2 separate regions of the Oryctolagus cuniculus genome follow, and region 2 is linked to region 1. The links are chromatin contacts, called in public Hi-C maps. All regions are on one chromosome and are shown on one strand. The core of a region is the stretch at or near the end of the contact, and the rest is flanking DNA. Distances in the headings are between cores, read along the strand shown.

The links. Hi-C and Micro-C count contacts between places; a contact is called where the count stands out from the background.
Region 2: a Hi-C map of an unstated tissue shows a contact between it and region 1, with 2.0 times the contacts expected there. The contact joins the promoter of SSR3 here to the promoter of LEKR1 in region 1. A contact is called at or near these places in 3 of 6 Hi-C or Micro-C datasets (ear pinna, skin fibroblasts and an unstated tissue).

The regions. Positions count from the first base shown.
Region 1 is chr4:124,011,736-124,014,435 of mOryCun1.1, reverse strand. LEKR1 (leucine, glutamate and lysine rich 1) reads left to right here and starts at 1,315. Exons shown (of 12, transcript XM_070072606.1): 1 at 1,315-1,447. It overlaps LOC103350428 (a long non-coding RNA gene), which reads right to left and starts at 1,935. Exons shown (of 4, transcript XR_011388098.1): 1 at 1,800-1,935; 2 at 1-1,519.
Region 2 is chr4:124,339,703-124,342,402 of mOryCun1.1, reverse strand. It overlaps SSR3 (signal sequence receptor subunit 3), which reads right to left and starts at 1,266. Exons shown (of 5, transcript XM_002716322.5): 1 at 1,030-1,266. The coding sequence starts at 1,162.

The DNA of each region.
Region 1 (2,700 bases), core at 66-2,565:
TACACCATATAGCCTATGTGCACAGCAGGCTATGGCGCCGACGTTTGTGTAAGTATACTCTATGATGCTCACACAATGAATTCTCCCCGTTGTTAAGCAATGCCTGACTGTACAAGCAAACTAGCCTCAGAACAGAGTGATCTTGCTTTAGGTGTGCAATTCCCGTTCCAGATAAGGCACTCAACATATTTGGATCATCTGTATTTGTCCTGTATCTAAAACCCCCATTGTTACAAAATGAGAACAATCCTGCCTTCACTGACCCTCAAGGAGACAGATGAAGATGAGTAGTTCTGAAAGTTCTCATAAGCATGCTGTACTTGCCCACTGGGTTGACTGTCCTCTGTACTGCTTAGTCATTTGTTCAATCCTTTGAGTACTGCTTCTCTTTCTCAGATGAGGAACCTTCTTTAGAGGCTGGGAACAGAAAATCAACAGTGGGTGGCACAGCAAAAACGTCAGTTTACGTGTACAGGGCACATCTAGCTCCCAGAGTAGTACTGCCCTGAACACAGGCTTTAGGAAATACATCACGTTGTCATATTCATTAACAAACAGCCCTCAGTTGGCAGTTTGAGTATTGTACCAGTACTGCTCTGCATCATTTAATCACGTCTCCACAACGAAGGGTTTCATTAACTGTCTTCATATTCAATCTCATTTTATTCAGTGGTAATGAGTCTTTCCCTGTGAGGGAGCCATGAATGTTTCCTTTGGTTCCCGCATTTTGGACCTTATACAATCCTCACAAGCGAGAGATCTGGATTCGGAATGAGTCACAAGGGCTGTTTCTGTCTGGGTTAGTCACAGATCCTCACCGTATGCTGGTATGCGGTGCTTGTGGCGCAGTACATCATCAGTTAATACTTGTTTTATGAATGAATGAATGAATGAATGAAAGTCAGTTATGTGTAAGTGAACTAAGTACTTCATTTTGATTATTTTTGAAGAAGGATGAAAATCTTACCAAAGCTTTCCAAGTACTTTGTACTTGTTGTAATGAGTGAAACCAGTGCTTCCTTTTACACCCATGACCTCATCTCTGTCACCGCTCAAGATCAGTTACTGCCCACTACTGTGTTGGCAGGGGTGAGAGGTAGGACCAGGACTCGGCGCGCGGGGCAGCGCCTCTCTCCAGCGCCCTGCAGGGTTGTGACGTCTCCCTCCACCTCCGCAGCCTTTACCAAGCCTTCTGCCCTCCCCCACCTCGCCGCCCCAGCTCCCCTTCCCTCCCTCTTACGGCACTCAGCGTAAGCAGAGTTCTTTCCTCGGAACCCCGCCACCAAGCTCTCCCACTTCCGCTAGTGCAGTGTAGGGGAGCGCTGTTCCGCGTCGGCGAGAGGCGTGGGCCATGACGTCACCGCGCCCTGACGTCAGGCCGACGTGCAGCGCCGGTCGCCCGGGAGACGGGGAAAGCCGTTTCGCACCCGGCGGAGGCGAGGTCTAGGTGAGAGACAATGGCTTCCCTTTGGCCCTGGATGACCCGGGACTCAGTTCCGGAGCGGAGGCGTCCTCGCACCTGGGGAGAAAAATGAGCCGCGGCGCCGCCTCAGGGCGTGGGGCCTGGCGCCTGCCTCCGCCGCCGCGCTTCTCCGCGGCCCCTGCGGGTCTCCTGGAGCCCGTCGGGCCCAGGCATTGACTGCCTCAGTGAAAGAGCGGTTCTGCCTCCTCGCCCCCGCCCCCCTCTCCTCCTCTCCTCCTCCTCCCCCCCTTCCCTTCCGGCCGAGCCGGTCCCGAGGGAACGGGGTTAGCGCGGGACAGATTTCAAAGCCCTTTCCCGTAGTTTTGTCTGGCCTTACAGTTGGTTTCTATTTGGAAAATCCCGCCGCTTCAGGAAAGTCTTAGGCCGTGCACTCCCGCTTCACCTGCCCTTGACCCGCCCGTTGTGGGTGACTCACTCTGTGGGAATGGTTCAGCCTGAAAGCTGAACGTGAGTTCGTGGCCCAGCGTGACACTGGTGTGCGGAAGTGAGTCGGATATGAGCGAACAAGAACGTTTCTGCATTTTTAAAATATCTTTCTCGTGATCTTGTTAGAGAGCAGGTTCACAAACACCTTCGTAGCTTCGGCCACTTACCTCCGCTCCTCTTGCCAGAGGGCAGGCTACACAAGCGTGGTGCGAAAGTCGTAAAAACACGCAAACTAATGTCAACTTAATGAGAGTATATTTAAAATTACACATTTCCTCCGTTACCAAAGGGGAAAGAGAACCCTTTCTTTCCTTGAGAAACCTAGTATTTTGTGAAAGCTTTCTCTCCTTTCATTTGTAGCAAATCTTTGAAGACCCAGGAAGCTATTTCTTTGAAATGTAATCATCAGGAACGATAGTGGCCCTATCTCCCTGTCACCTTGAGAGTTTAGGTGCTTTACTCCCCAGCTGCAACCACCTGATTCCTTAGGATGGAGGCAGTTAGCTAGGACAAAAGGCTACCCCCAACCACCAGGTAAATTTCAGATGAACGCTAAAAGAATGGATAGCAAACTGTGTTGAATTTTCTTCTATGAGGACAAATTACCACTTTTCTTAAGGACCTGTAACTGATACATGTGTTTCCTTGCTGTAGAAAAAGAGTGGGTTTTCTTTGGAATCTCAGTAGCAGATAGGCAGTGATGTACTTTCAAGTCTAAAATCTTAAGAATAAATGTGCTTTCCTTCTGCATTGTGGAGAGTTTTCTGGGCTGGCAGGAAATTTTATTTTTG
Region 2 (2,700 bases), core at 17-2,516, 330 kb before region 1:
AGTCAGACTTAGGGAATCCTACAGTATCTGAGGATCTTCAGAAGTGAGACATCCAGCAACAAACTCCAGCTTTCCCAATTCCAATCGCTTGAAAAACATAAACTTCCTATTCCTCGTCCAGATAAAATTTCAGCTTCTTTGAAAATCAGAACAAACTCTGGCTCAACAAAAATCATAAGACCGCCAATTGCATTCGAAGGGGCATTTATTTGTCTAAATTCAGGACATTCCAAAAAGCCACGTGCGGTCTCAAACCATCCATTCACTTGCTGACGTGGCTGTTATCTGAAATCAGGGCAATGCTTGGTTGCGCCAGGAAGCCACGGGGCTCCAGGCTACCGTCATGGCACGCTCAGTTTTAGAAGGCCGAAGAAGAAGATACATTTGCATTCGATTGCCCAAAAACAGGGCACGAGTGCGAGATGGGAAATGGAAACTCGGGAACTCTGAGCTCTAAAAATGACCCAGGCCGAGGCTGCAAACCGCTACTCATCCAAGTGAGAACTCTCTAATTGCTCTCACAGGATTACCAAAAGGTCTGACCAAGGCCAACCTGTCTTATTTTGCGAATCAGGAAAACGATGCTCGGCGGTGTGGAGCGGTGCTCGAAAGGACACACCTCGAAGTGACTTGCCAGGGTTACGCGATGGGTGTCTGGCCCACTCCGTGAGCCTCCCCAAAATAGGCAGCGCCCGCAGTGTGCCAAAGGGCAGCAGGCGATACGCTTGAGTGACGGCACCGTAAACCCCCGGCGGGCGTCTGTTTAAACGCAGACTCGGATCTGCCATCCCGGGACGCGTGAATCACAACCTCCAGGGGTGGGTCCCGCAACGGGCGCGCTTCTCCAAAGCGCCGCGAGCGACTTCCCTGTGTTGCAGCACAACCACAGCCTCTTACGAGAACTCCGAGGCCCAGAGCCGCACGGAGCCAGGAAGAGCTCGGGCCTCACGGGTCCGCCGCGCCCTGCCACGTTCCCGCCCAGCCCGACCCGCCGCGGCCTCCCCGGCCCGCCTCGCTCCAAGCACTCACAGATGGGGATGGCGGACACGATGAACGCGTTCCCGAAGAACAGCGCGGAGGACTTGGCCGACAGGTTGCGGCTGAAATCCTGCAGGAGCAGGTCCTCCTCGGACTGTTGCTTGGAGCCGCCTTTGGGAGCCATGGCGGAGCAGGAGCCGAGACCTGGGAAGGCCGAGCGGGACGGGAAACCGGGCCGAGGCCTCTGGCCCCGCCCCCGCGGCCGCCGTATCCGCTAGCGACCCGTCAGCGCCGCGCGTGGAGGCGGGACCCTGCGCGGCGCGGGGACAGTCTCCCCAGGATTGGTCGGCCTGCTGTCACTCCGTAGGCTTTCCTGCGTGATTGGGCGAGCGGGCCAGACTTCCGTAGGCCTGACCAGCCACGGGACGCGTCTAGCCGAAGAGAAGGAAGGGATTTGTAGTTTAATGTGTGCTTTTTAAAAAATGACAAAACTTTATTGGCATGCCACATCACGGCTATTGACAGACTCACACGATCCGAAGGTTCAGAAATCCCAAATAAAAGCTCTTCTGACCGGGTAGTACTCATTCATTCATTCAGCGTGCATATGTTTAATGTACTCTGTGTGCGCCCAGCACTGGGGGCATTGGAGGAGGAAAAAGGGATAGGTAGCACGTGTAGGATTTCTCCTCCTTTACACCTCCGCTATTGCGTTAACTACCTTCATGAATCTTGGCTGCATATCGTTCACCCCATCGCAGATGGAGAGCTTACGGGTGGGTGACTGGCAGGGCTGGTCTCCGAAGTGTGGCGTTATTTGCATCGAAATAACGGGCTACTTCTGAGGGAAAAAGAAAACAGCCCATTCGAATACACTTACAAATTCCTAGTATTTTATTACTGATTTTTTAAAGATTAATTTATTCATTTGAAAAGTCAAAGCTACACAGAGAGAAAAAGAGAGGCAGAGAGAGGTGTCTTCCATCCGCTGGTTCACTCCCCAGTTGGCCGCAACGTCTAGAGCTGCGCAGATCCGAAGTCAGGAGCCAGAAGCTTCTTCTGGGTGTTCCCACATGGGAACACTTATTATCCAGGCCAGGGAACACTGCTTTCCCAGGCCACAGCAGAGAGCTGGATCAGAGGTGGAGCAGCCAGGACTAAGCCGGCTCCCCTATGGGATGCTGGCAATGCAGGCAGTGGCTTCAACCGCTCTGCCACAGTGTTGGCCCCTGTTACTGACCTTTTAACTAACCCTTTAGGGTTGCCAAGCTAAATAGAAAATAACACTAAGTAAAGACAACGTGGTGGCATGCCTGTTAATACTGCCACTGCCATTTTTAACTCCTCGGATGATCACCTTTTATTCAGAAAAGAATACTCAGCCACATCAATCTCTGCCAATGGTTCTTTGCTTCACTGATAACACCCAAACATCCTGGCAAGTCAGGCAAAACTTGCTCAATCTCCAGCTGCCCCGATCAGCAGGTTTGTAGATAACTTTCTCCTCACCTTTTCCAAATCGTAATCGATCTCCATGGCCTTCCTCCTAATTGAGCTTTCCATCTTCAATCTTTTTCAGCTGATTCTCTGCAAAGTACCAAAGTGAGTTTTCCTGAAGTATAAATCCTTTCCTTATTCTACCACGCTTAGGAAAAGTCTTCAAAAAGTTCACAGAGAGTACACATTATTTTTTAATTCATCTTCCCACGAACTTCTCAAGTA